Linked DNA regions of Anas platyrhynchos: region 1 is linked to region 2. A link is a contact called in public Hi-C data. All regions are on one chromosome and are shown on one strand. The core of a region is the stretch at or near the end of the contact, and the rest is flanking DNA. Distances in the headings are between cores, read along the strand shown. Region 1 holds the start of PGD (phosphogluconate dehydrogenase). Region 2 holds the start of RBP7 (retinol binding protein 7).

Region 1 (6,883 bases), core at 1,698-4,197, 150 kb after region 2:
AATAAGCATTAGATAGAAACACGATTAAGGGATCTTCCTTTGAAAACAGGAAGAGACGGATGCTTGCTTTATACAGAGCTGGAAATGTTACAGCTGTGTTGCATAAGTGTCTTATATCTAAAGACTCCAAGCAGCTTCTGATGACTTGATGTCTGTATGGATACCAGGTCATCAGAAGAACAAGATGCTATTTTTAAACATCAGTACTTCTTAAAGCTGCATAATCTATGACAAAATCAATTTTCACGTGAAGTTCAAGTGGGCATTACTATTACTGTGTCTGACGTGAAGGCACAGTTTTTCGGTATGTACTGATACATTGGTTTCCCTACTTAAAACTGGATGACTGAAATCCAAATGTTCTAAAGGAGAGCAAAGCCAAAAAAAAAAAAAAAAAAGTTGATTTCCATTCACTTCAAAGCTTTTTTGATTTAGCCTGACAACTTAAAAATGTCTGTTTAGAAGGGAAAAATATGCTAAGCTGCCTTCTCTGGACATTAAAAAACCCTCTCTTGGTTATGCTTATGATGTCCTGGAGTCAGACAGCTCTCAGGACCAGCCACTAGAGGCAAGGCATCATGCTGTGGGCCTGCCAGCCCATTGAGCATAAACACTCGTAGCAAACTTGATAGGCATTTCTTAGAGAGAGCTGGGAGTGAAGCTGTGCCATGGTTTGGGTTTTTTTATGTTCATCAGTGAATGGGAGAAGAAAATTATCTTCTGGTCCAATGAAAACCCTGTAATGTTTGATGGAGCTTCCTGGATATTTTAAAAACTAAACTGAACCTCCTATACTGTATTTTAGAAATGCACTTTAAGTACTTTTTAAAAGAAGATTCCTCTATTGTGGGATGCAGAAGGGAAGGGAATATTATTTCCAAACCACTGAGAAGTTTTTTTTTTCTTGCCAGTGTGTGATAGTCCTTATTACTGATTAGCAAGGTATTTCAAAGCAAAGACTTTACCTTTTGCTGCTTGTTACCTAATTTACAGGGATTTAATTTTATGTAATGTATTGTATATTTATACATCTGTAATTAATTGCACCTTAGATAAGAAAGAGGATTAGCTTTGGAATAACACCCATTGGTACTCTCCCATCAACTAATACTGCCTCTGCATCTTTCTGGTACACTTACACAGCCTCAGTTTGTGTTAGTTTATACTGTGGTGGTGTTTTTGTTGAACATGCAGTTGTTAACCTGCTGCTCGAAGGAAGGATACTAATGCTGCTCTGGAACGGTTTGCTGAATGTACTTCAGAATGGGTCTCTGACGTGCGCGTTGCATCTCTCCATTGTGGTTAATAACCCCAATCTGTGGTCTGAACTATACTGTATGTAGCAGGAATGTATTAATTTTGTGCTTCCTTGTTTAAAAACATCAGGTGTTCAAGAACAGGACTGAGATTTTTTTGTTCAGAAGGCCATTTATGCGCTCTAAGTATTTGAAATCTAAACTAGTCCAACACTAACCAGATGGTCGTGTCCAATGTCAATTGGAACAGTTTTTAAATTAACAGGAGCAGACGTGTATTCAGAAAACTGAGGGTGTGGAGGTCAAAACTCTTGAATTCTTAATGTTGCCAAGTTGTGGCCCGATCCTGAGCAGTACTGAGCTACCTTTTGCTCACACTGAATCCAAGGAGTAGAAGCAGAGGGAGTCTTGGATGATCAGCACTTCCCAGGATCAGTTCTTAATTTTCCACTCTGCTTGTTCATACTTCACGTGCAGTTGATTAATGTTCTTGACTTTGGACATTAGACATGCTGTTGCACTGAAACACATCCTTTTTCTTCTTGCAGTTCCCATGTCCCTGTTTAACCTCTCTGTACACAAGGTATACAAGGTATACACTGTATAAGTGGCCTTCTTGAACAAATGTCTTTGCAAACTGATTTCATCCCAGCGAAGGAGTGCATCAGCAACACTGTACATTAATTTCAGATTTTCATTTTCATATTTTATTTTGTAAATATCTGATGTTTGGAGCTTGAGTATACAAAATGTAAATATAGTTCATGTATTTGTACTAATTCTGATCCATTTGCTGTATAGCCTTAGGTGTGCAATGCAGATATTATCTAACTGTGTATGGTAACCTTGCACCACTGAACTGTTAGTGAACGAGGTGAAACAATAAAGGTACAACCAAGTGCATTAGCAGGTATAACGTGTGCTCCTTTTGTTAGGATTTCATTACTAGTTTCTTCTATCGTTTTAAAAATCTGTCCTGAGCAAGTTTATGCTCTTGTGGAAAGAAATTTGACCCCGTTCTTCAGGAGGGTGAGAGACTGTCCCTATCCTTAGTCGTCCTCTTCCCTTTGGTATGTTCCACAGCATTTCTAAGTAGCTTTTAGATGCTTTCAAAAACGTTTTTTGATTAACAGATAAAATAAGGTGGTACTCGTGGTAGTAGTGCTGCCAATGCTGAACTTTATCTGGGGGTGACTGCTAAGAATGACAGGAAATTTGTGAAATCAAACGGCCCTTGTGAGGTCCCAGCTCTGGGGACAGTCACAATACGCGAGGTCACATACGGACAGTCACATTCTTCCACTCAGTGCCCCCTCCTCAGGGTTGCTGTCCTGGGCAGTCCTTTCTGGGAGCTCCCCCTGTGTTTATAACACAGTTTTGCTGTGGTGCTGCTGCTCCTGCTGTGGCACCCCCAGGGCTGGGACCCCTCCCGGCCAGTGTTTGAGGTGCTGGCTGCGGCTGGGGCCGATTTCCCAACAGCAGTTAGCTAATTACTGCTTGGTTAGCTAATTACTGCTCCTTAATGAGAGGAGAAAAAGATCACAGCCCCCAGCCTCCCCCACGCCCCTGGGGTCAACCTCATTCCCCCCCCATTTTAGGAACCCCCCCAGCCCTGCTGCCCCTTTAACGGGGGCCTGGCCCTTTAAGGGGCGGGGCTTCTCCCTCCCTCCCCAGCCCTCAGCCCATGGGCAGTGGGGCGGGGCCTGGCGGCGGGACCCAATGGGCGCGCTCTGCCCTCGCCCCGCCCCCTCGGTGCCGCTGAGAGAGCGGGGCGGGAGGGGGGAGCCGCGCACCGAGCCCCGAGCGCTGCCGCCGCCGCCATGGCCGAGTGAGGGCGGGGGGGGGCACCGGGGACCGGGGGGGGTCCTGAGGGGGCCGTGAGGGGCCGGGGGGGTCCTGAGGGGGCCGGGGGGGCCCTGAGGGGCTGAGGGGGTCGTGAGGGGGCTGTGGGGGCAGGGGGACCCGGGCTGGGCGCTGGCAGGGTCGGGGTGCGGGTGCTGCCTGTGGGCGCTGCCGGCGGCGGCTCCCTGACGCGTTCTCCTCTTCCTCTCCACAGAGCCGACATCGCCCTGATCGGCCTGGCCGTGATGGGCCAGAACCTGATCCTCAACATGAACGACCACGGCTTCGTGGTGAGCTGAAGGCAGCCCGGCCGCGCAGCCCCTATGTCCCCCTGTGGTAGCCCGCTGGGTGCTGGGTTTTCCTTTTCCTTGTCGCCCCGGCTGTGCTTTGACCCGTTTCCAGCAAAAATCAGCCCGTGGTGCATGGCTTACCCCTCAGCACGGCTTTTTGCTGAGGCGTGCTCCAGGCTTGTCCCTTAGCAATGGGTTCCTGAGGTGCTTGCAGGGACTTGCTGCGTGTTAGAGGCTCGGTGCCTTCAGGTGGAAACAGAGCACACACCACCAGGCCTCACTTATACAATTTGTAGCCTGAGCTAATGTAACTGTTCAGCTGGCAGCTTTTGTTAATGCACTTTTATTAAGGTGTTATTAACGTGTTCCTCCAGGTCTGCGCTTTTAACAGGACGGTTTCCAAAGTGGATGACTTTCTGGCGAACGAGGCCAAAGGAACCAAAGTGATCGGCGCTCACAGCCTGGAGGAGATGGTCTCGAAGCTGAAGAAGCCCCGGCGCATCATCTTGCTGGTGAAGGCTGGAAGCGCGGTGGACGATTTCATCAATAAACTGGTGAGACAAATGTTCTAACTGCGACTTCCCTCTGGCTCTTTGAAAAGCTTCCTCTGGAAGATTTCAATTAGTTGTCAGTAATAAATTTTTAAGCTTAGACCAAAAAAAATAACGCTGATTTATTTTTGGCAGGTGCCATTGCTGGAGACTGGAGACATCATAATTGATGGTGGGAATTCTGAGTACAGAGATACCACGGTAAGCCTGCTTTCTGCCCAAAGTGGGTGAATAAAATACACTTCCCATGATTCTTTCTCCTCTGATCATGAGAACGGTTGGTCATTTCCCCGTAGGAAAGGCCAAGTTGAGTTCTCTGCAGAACTAGATCATGCAGTGTATTAAAAATCAGTTGTTGCGGTAGATAAGGACTGTTCTGCAAGTATATTTCTTATTTTAAGTTTCCTAAATTATCAAAGGATATTTTTACTGACATCTTCTAAAGAGAGAAGTCTCTTAGAAAATGTCCTGTTACAGTCTTAAGGAATAATTGAAAATCTAAGGATATTTATTGAATTGGTCTTGTGTGCTAGGAGCTGACAACATCCTGAAATACAGGTTCTGAAGTAGTACGAACAGTATTGCATTTGTTATTGTTATTTGTATTGTTATTGCTCTCTTCTGCATGACTGTGGGAAGATCCAATAAGAAAGAACTGCTGGTTTGGCTGTCTTGGTAATGAAAGCAGCAATGGTCTGGTTGTTGAATGCTCCTTTTTTTTTTTTTTTTTTTTTTTTTTTTAAAGGCCTACATATGAGCAGGCTGTAACTGTTGAAGTTACGTTAGCCTATCTGGGATGATTACATGAAAGTGTTGCACAGAAATTGGTGCTTCTGAATCTTAGAGGGGATACTGGTATTAGCCCTTCTGCTTTTGCGTTCCTGTTTTTCGATAAGTGGCTTGGCCAAGCCAGAGTTAAAAACAGGTATTAAATGAGGTTTAATACTTGGCAAGCTTGCAGCTCCACTTACAGATCTCAGCCTGTGTTTCTCTCCCACTCAAGAGGAATTAGCTTCCTATGTAGTTGTCCAGAATTGCACCTTTGCTGCATAATGAACTCAGCAACTTGGGCCTAATCTGCCTCCTCCACATCTTTGCACACAGCATGTATCACCTGGCACTATTGTGAGCCTTTTCCAGCCTCAGTACGGTGCTCTTTTCTCTGGTGGTTACAAGGAATTTGTTCTTTTGGCACGTCTCTTTTGCAAGGATCCATGTCAAAGCAATAGGAAGTTTCCTAACGTTCACTTTGGCGTACAAGCTTTCTCTGAAGTTGTCTGCTGGCATGTTCAAAGCAGAGTTGAAAACTTAATTTAGGTCTGATTTGCTAACCTTTGTTTCTAACACTCTGGCATTACAATAAATTAACTAATGTTGCTCCTCTTTTTGTTCCAGAGACGTTGTAAGGAGCTGATGAAAAAGGGCATCTTATTTGTTGGGAGCGGTGTGAGTGGTGGAGAGGAGGGTGCCCGATATGGCCCTTCACTCATGCCAGGAGGAGCCAAAGAAGCCTGGTAAGCATTTGCTTGTATATTCTTCAGACTGCTCTGCAATAATCGTCTTCTGTTCATGCTAAAAGCTGAGGGAGGAAAGGAGGAGGGACATGGGTGTGGAGAGAACAAGATATGTTGCCATCTTACTTCCTCAAGGCTCAAGATTTCTCAACATATCTGGGGTCATCCGCCAGTGCTGATTTTCATAGCAGGAAAAACTAGGTCAGGTTTGTCTTTCAGGGAATCACAGGCGAAAGTAATACCTACAGAAATCTAGAGGTAGAAATGTATGGAAAAGGAGAAAGTACTTTTTTTTATTAGTTTAGGCAAAATCCTTATTTCTTTATTATGATTTTTCCTTTTGGGCCCTGTGCACTAGGAAAGCTGTTAGCCATAAAATGGGCAGCAGTATACGTCACTGTATTGACATGAATTATTAAGGGAGGCTTCACTACATGTTTATTGTATTTTTTTTTTTTTTTTTTTTTTTAATTTCTGCCTTGCTACCCTAGTTTTTTGTACCCAAGTTAACATAAGAGTGATGTTCATATTTGACTTTATCCCTGATTGCCCATTCTCTCTGTAAAGGTAGGAATAAAAGGTGTTTTCCAGACTTTACCAGTGCTTTAGAATCTCAAGTCCCTGCCCTTTTCCTTTAGCATTTCACACCAGTAACAGCCTGTTCAAATTTGACAGCACAAAGCCAGTGACAACGTAACAGTTATCTCTGCTGCCTGGTCTTCTTTTTGCTATAAAAAGCTCTATGAAGACAGCTTCTATTTGCAACCCTTTCCTGAACTTTGTCCCCTCTATTTCATTGCACCTGCAACCCATGTGCCACCCATGCTCCTTTCCCAGTGGTCACTTTTTAGCTTGCTTCAGACCTGGTGTTCTGTAATGCGCTCTTGGAAATTTACCATGCAATGGGGAGCCTGATAGTCACAGAAGCTCCTAGTTACTGACATAATGCAAGTTACTGTATCCTGACTCACATTCATGGAGTTTATTCCCTCCTTCCTCTCCTCCTCCAGATCACCCTGGATTTTTCTTGTAGCTATTGAGCAGAATTTGGCTTTGCTTCAGCTCTGCCACTGATCCTCTCCAAATATGAGCCTGTATCATAACCTGCCTTGGTTTCCCCATCTGTAAAATGGAGAAAGTGATATTTGGACTCTTTTAGGTACACTAAGCTTGTCTGCACAATGCTTTACGTGTATGACATGGGCTGTCCCCGTTTCTTGCAGTGTCTAATTCTGGGAAAAGCATACTTTTTTTTGACATTGCTGTGTGTTGCGTGTGTCAGCCTGTCAGCATGCCCTTGCCCCATCCTTCCAGAAGGATGCATCATACTGATGGATTTTCTTTTGTGGTGTTTGTGTCCTCTGCTTACCTGTTGAGCCATATTATTTCTCCCCACAGGCCCCATATCAAGACCATATTCCAAAGCATTG
Region 2 (6,465 bases), core at 771-3,270:
AACTGTTTTACAGAAAGAAGCACCACATCCTGGGCAATCAGCACAATCTTAATTTTCAGCTAAAAAGTTAATCCAGACTTTTGGGGAGGATTTATACTAGTACTGACTTCTCTTTACTTGGAAGAGTCAATAGTATTGCAACAGTGCTCTTTTAGTATTGTAACCTTGTAATAACAAATTGTGGGTGAAATGCTACTACTGGAGTCCAGGGGAAACATTAATTTGCATTTCTCTGTACCATTCCCAGTTTAGTATAGGTTAGAGAACAATATCCAACTGCAAACAGGAAAGAAGCTTTGACGTCCTAATTTCCTACTCACATGATTCTGTGAGTCATATAGGTCAAACTGTCATCTCCAAAAATGTAGTTAAAGTTCAGTGAAACAATTTTCTCTGCAAAATATTATCCTTTTGTTCAGCCTGACCTGAATCAGTGACCAGGTAAATGTAGTAGCTGTAGGTGATTTTTTTCATTCAAGATTCAGAATACCCAATTCTTTTTTTTACTAGCAGTTAAGATTTCCCTTGTCCATCAATTTTGGGTTTTTCTTTCAATGTAGCCTTCACTGTCATGATCGTTATTGTCCCATCTGACAAATTAAAATGTAGGATTAAGCTGATGCTTAAAACATATGCACAAATTTAGAAACTGTTGTTTTCCCCATTTTACAGACAAGAAACTCCAGTACTTCAAAATTCTAGACTGCTTACTATTTCAGGGTTATAAATTCCCATTTCTTTTTAAATGTACTTTGTAAATTGTCACAATTAGGCATACGGTTTGCAAAAAGTGGCCACAGATGGAAGAACTGCAGGTGACTGGAGAATTGTATGTATTCTGTAGGAATTCAAGTCTTATTTCTAAATTCCTCACATATCATTTCCCTTTGAAGTGTTCTTCTATTCATTTTTCAAAATATATGACTGGGTCATCACTTAAGGAATTTATTTCACTGTGTTGAAGTCTAATATTGAAGCTTCCCAGCTGCACCATGTGCTATACTCTCTATATACTCTAGCACAATGCACAGCACCTAATAAAGCATCAACGGGATTAATGCTCCATATGATCTCCCCTTTACTGTATGCGTCAAGAATAAAAAGCAAGGGGAGAGCCACATCTTCTATCTACATGACTACTTTTTGAATTTCTTATTGTCATTAGCTGTTTTTAGGAGTTAAATGTGAATTGCAAGAACAGGTATTTGACTTCTTTCCTTTAGAAAAACTGATAAATATAGAGCTGTAGAACTGTGAACAGATCTCTGGCCTCTAGATCTGTTGTCTCATGCTTAGCTGTTACATAAACTTTCTGTCTGATAAAAGCACCAGGGAAACCAGAGAATTTGCTGTTCATTCTGCATGTTTCCCGTGTGCTTGGATGTCCATTTACCTAAGATATATCTAACAGAAGTACAGAACACAAATGGGTAAACTGTGGCACAGCAGAGTTGTGTTAAGAGTCACATTAGAGAATAACATATGCAAAAACAATTGGTCTCTCACTTTCCTGTTACAGCCACTAGACAACAATGCTGCCTATTATCCATTCCAGGAATAAACCAATGAGACACTCTACTTAGTTCTATTCCTGTATCATAAGTACTACTTTAAGACTTGCAGATACAGTACCATGAACAATTTACCAGTCAACCCCTGCCTGCTAAAACATCGTGAATTTGCAGTGGGTAGATCACCTTTTAAATAAATACGTAGATTTCAGATCATAAACCCCCATACCCAAAATACATGCAAGGAATCTGACTAATGACAAATTGTGTCCGTGATTCCCTTTAAAGTATACAAGACAGACAGAAGTTTAACCAGTTTTTCGTTTGTACTGTGTGACTCTTGGGTTAATAACATTTGCTCCATACAAAGATTTCAGAAACTGTGAACTTTTCCCTCCAACACAGCCGAAGCTAATCCACAAATGTCCTGTCACCTATTGGCTCAGCAACAGTACCCCTCCCCTCCATCAGAAAGGATCTCTGATGTAATTCCACCCACAGTCTTCCTCATATAAGGCCTGGTTGGAAGCCTATTTCTTTATTTTTGCTTGTTGCTCAGGGGTTCATTGCAACTTCTTTCTGCAGTCTAGAAATGCCTGTAGATTTCAGTGGAACCTGGAACCTTGTCAGCAATGACAATTTTGAAGGCTATATGGTGGCTTTAGGTAGGTGAAATACCTCATTCTATCCTTCTTCCTTCCCCCATGAGATTCCTTCTGAATTTTAAGTGTTTGAATTATTTCAAAATCTAGATATTGGTGAAGCTTTTTTGTCCAGAAAAACAATGGAGAGGTATTTGTTTGCTGATTAATTACATAGCACTAGCAATTATTTTAGCCTGTAACCCAGGCATCCTGGTAGGTTCCAGGAACTCAGCCTGGTACTTGTTAAAAGGAGAACTTCTGAATACTTTTTATGTGAGATGAGGGAGAGTTCTCTCTGTCCACTGAGTTTCTCTTGCTTTTCAGAACAAACGTATAGACCTTAGTTTAGGTCTAGTCTTAGGGTTAATTACTTAGTCTTAGGGTTAATTACTAAATAACAAACAAGTTCTTGTGTATTTGTCAATTCAAGGCAACTGTTTTGCTTAGTATCATGAATCTTTAAACAGCTCACAAGACCGCTTATTCTGTGACCTGTTGAGCAGTCCTTCTAACTATCCCTTTCCTCATGTGCTTGAAGTTAACCTCTTATCTTATTCAGATCTTTATGGAGATATTAATGGTGCTGTAATGAGAACTAAAAGTTCTTGGTACTCTATTACCTTTCATGTGCAAAGCTAATTATAGACTGACAGCAGGTAACCCTGCATATCCCCTTCCCCTCACCTACCCCTGCCACCTCTTTCTGCCTTGTAGACTTGTGTAAGCTGACTGCTAACAGTATCCCTTGCAGGTAATTGCATGTGCAAGTAGAATGCAATCTATTTTCTATCCATATATATGCTGGGTGACCTACTTTAATCATCTAGTCGATAGCTTTAGCATGTTGAAAACTCTTCTCCCTTTCTTCATCCTGCTGTTTTGTCATAGGGGGAGGAGGGTATTCCATAATGAGGATTTATTCCCAAGTCCCCAGATCTGAAATTTGAATACAAAGCAATTTTGTTATAAGCAATAGATTCACTTTTTTTTTTTTTTCCATGATAATAAATATTGTCTGCCTATATAAAGGATTTTTAAATGAAATTTAACACCTCATCTTATGTAAAACTAGAGCATGTAACTATTGTCTGCTAAATAGATGGTTTGTTCCTCTAAATAAATAAACATTCACTACAAAAAAAAATAAATAAAATAGGAATAAACCCCAAAAGCAATACTTCAAGCTCAGTATTACCAAGACCATGAGGATGATGTTCAAGACAACTGATTGTTACAGATAAATAGGCAATATTTTAAGTGTGATGTTTCCTAGTTGCACTCAAAAGGTCTTAATAGCCAGTGGCATGTCCTGAAAATGAGCCTGAGTAATTCAATTTTAGGACTGTCTTTCATTTGACTCTAAGGTGTAGAGAAAATTCTTGTTACTTTGCATAATGCCTTTCCTCTTTTAAAGGGTGAAAGAATAGGTATTAATTATTCTCTGTATCTAATAAAGAAGGGGTTCTTGAGGGGTATGTGTGGGGAAAACAAGTTTTGAAGAACATGCATTGAACTGTATAACATATAACAGTTTGGGACGGGGGGACCCAAACCAACAACACAAAAAAAACCAAAGCAACTAAAAAAATCCATCAAACCCTTGCATAGCAAGCTATTCTTAAGAAATGCTTCTAGAAGCAATAAAGGTAAATCCTGGCTGTCAGAATGGCTGGTGATGAGCACAACTTATCCTTTTTTCTCCTGTCAAAGGTATTGATTTTGCAACACGCAAGATAGCAAAAATGCTGAAGCCTCAGAAAGTGATCAAACAGGATGGGGACATGTTATCTATCCATACCACAAGCACATTCAGAGACTACATGCTCCAATTCAAAATTGGAGAAGAGTTTGAAGAAGACAATAAAGGCCTGGATAACAGGAAATGCAAGGTAAGACTGACTATATATAAAATAGTAATAATAAAAAAGTTCTTACAGAATTAAGATGCCATCATCAATCTTGCTACTTCAGCTGAAGTTATCAAGAATACTATTTCTAGTGTGACACAGAGGTAGAAACTTTAATTTACTTTTTCCTGCATAATAGAATTTAGTCTTTTATTTTATTTTATTTTATTTTATTTTATTTTATTTTATTTTATTTTATTTTATTTTATTTTATTTTTTCACAAAAAGGATATTAACTAGTAGGTATATTTCAGAACTGAGATAACATATAGGAACACTGTTTCTTCTTCAACAGAGCCTAGTTACCTGGGACAACGACAAACTTGTCTGTGTCCAGATTGGTGAGAAGAAGAACAGGGGCTGGACTCACTGGCTTGAAGGAGATGACCTCCACTTGGTATTTGCTTTACTTCAGATTTGTATATATATTTCAGAATTGTATCTATGACAAAAATACAGTTTTTATTGTGATCATAACATGCACAAGTTATCATCTCAGTAGTATACGCAATTGACAGTACACATTCTGCTTTCAGCTAGCCTAGCTGGAACAATTTTACTGTTTCATTTTTCTTTCTCTTGAATATTTAAATTCAGAATATTAAGCATAACTTACTAGCATAGCAGGTGAATGATAGTCAGTACTCATGGCAAATGATCGATGTTCGTCTTTGGAGATGATTCCTTTGATTACTATATATTTAATTTATTATTATTTTTTTTAGGAACTTCGTTGTGAGAATCAAGTATGTAGACAAGTCTTCAAGAGAGCTTGAATATGAGTGTTGGTTCCTACATGGAAAGACAGCTATATACAGGAGGCCACGCATCCTCATGTCCAATGATAGCTGTACAGACAAGAGTTGATTCCTTCTACCTGTTAATCTAAATGATATGATATTTCTGGCTCAGGAAATGCTGTCTGTTAGCCATGTTAAATATCTGATTTTTGCTAATAAACACCAAAAACAATCTTAAATACCTGTCTTCTGAATGTATTGACAGAGGGAAGGAGAAAAAAGACAAATGACAGGGCTTGGTTTACAGTTAACTACTGGTCTAAATCAGAACAATAAACAAAAATAAGAAGTCTAAACAGGCATGCCAACATCAAACAAGAGGAGAGCTTAAACCTGTGTAATTCTGGGAGTGGTAAAAAGTAAAGAGGACATCACAAGATACAAGTTAATTATTCAAAATACTTCTTAAGCTGCAGATTAGTATTTCAGGAGAAGTTATCGTTGTTTGCATTTTAAATGTGTTATGTAAACTTTATGTTGTGCCATAGCTGCTTTGTTGTCAAAATAATTAAGTTCAGCTTACCAGAGGGGGAGCGAGCCTATGACAAAATAGTGTCATCTCACAATAATGACAAGAGGTTTGAGCAATCACGTAGGTTCCAGTCTGCGAGGCAATTTAATGCCATTAGCACACACACACACAGTAAAAACAATGCTACTCAAGCCTTACTTGCACGTGGTTGTTCAATTAGGTTAACACATCTCTCATTTTTGACCTTGTGTGCTGTTGCACAGAAGCTTAATTCTGTCTCCTGTAAAAACCTTTAAGGGGTCAAACCAACCTGTTGCATGTGCAATGTATCTCCCTGGTAACTCTAGTATTGTAGGGATGGGCTTGCTAGTGGAAAAAGTCAGAGGAGTTTAACTTAAACCTAGCTTAAGCACAATAAATGAATTAGAACTTCTTTTTTTTTTTTTTTTTTTTTTTTTTTTTTTTTTTTTTTGTAGAAATTGAAGGAAATTGAAGTTACCCCTGACACTTGGAGAGATAAGTAATCCAATCTTACAGACATTTCTTCTTCCTCCCTGTCAGTTCAGAATTACTACAGCTACTAAATGAGGCAGACAAAACCTGTTGAAGCTTGAAGGGCTTAAAAACATCGTGAGCTTTTGTGGTAATTATGTGGGATACCATCAGACTAAAAAGGTACAGTAGCTTCTAAAATATGAAGAAATGACATACTCTGGACAGGGAAATCTGTTGGACTGGGAGTAAAATATTACATATATTCTATGATTCCTGACAGTGTCTTCCTTATGGAACTGAGTGATGATTTTACTTACTTGGAAATAAGGTTAATGCTACCACGTTACTCTGATATAAACAACACAGTGACTCAAATCTGCTCTGTCATGTCTACCGGCAGTGTACTGCAACAGCCACAGGCTTCACTATTCCACTAGATGGCACCACTGCGACATATTGTTTTTTATTTAAAATTGAGGTTTCCAACAGCAGTACATGTATTTTAGGCATTAAATGTTGCAAAAATGCTTAAACTGCACAGCTTGAAGTTGTATGTTCCAATCAGATGTACTTGAGAAGCAGCACAGAAAGGCCATGATGATCTTAAGAAGTCTGTTAGTACAGGGAGAGAATCCA

The links. A called contact is a pair of places that touch in the nucleus more often than the background predicts.
Region 1: a Hi-C map of skeletal muscle shows a contact between it and region 2, with 2.3 times the contacts expected there. The contact joins the promoter of PGD here to the promoter of RBP7 in region 2. A contact is called at or near these places in 2 of 8 Hi-C or Micro-C datasets (skeletal muscle and subcutaneous adipose tissue).

What each region holds. Positions count from the first base shown.
Region 1 is chr22:4,515,782-4,522,664 of IASCAAS_PekinDuck_T2T, forward strand. PGD (phosphogluconate dehydrogenase) reads left to right here and starts at 2,948. Exons shown (of 13, transcript XM_027443206.3): 1 at 2,948-3,084; 2 at 3,313-3,388; 3 at 3,763-3,942; 4 at 4,075-4,140; 5 at 5,335-5,453; 6 at 6,852-6,883. The coding sequence starts at 3,077. It overlaps KIF1B (kinesin family member 1B), which reads left to right. Exons shown (of 48, transcript XM_038166749.2): 48 at 1-2,159.
Region 2 is chr22:4,369,654-4,376,118 of IASCAAS_PekinDuck_T2T, forward strand. RBP7 (retinol binding protein 7) reads left to right here and starts at 2,021. Exons shown (of 4, transcript XM_005026351.6): 1 at 2,021-2,176; 2 at 3,866-4,044; 3 at 4,358-4,459; 4 at 4,788-5,041. The coding sequence starts at 2,104. The coding sequence ends at 4,838. It overlaps LOC139999259 (a long non-coding RNA gene), which reads right to left. Exons shown (of 3, transcript XR_011804604.1): 2 at 2,970-3,091.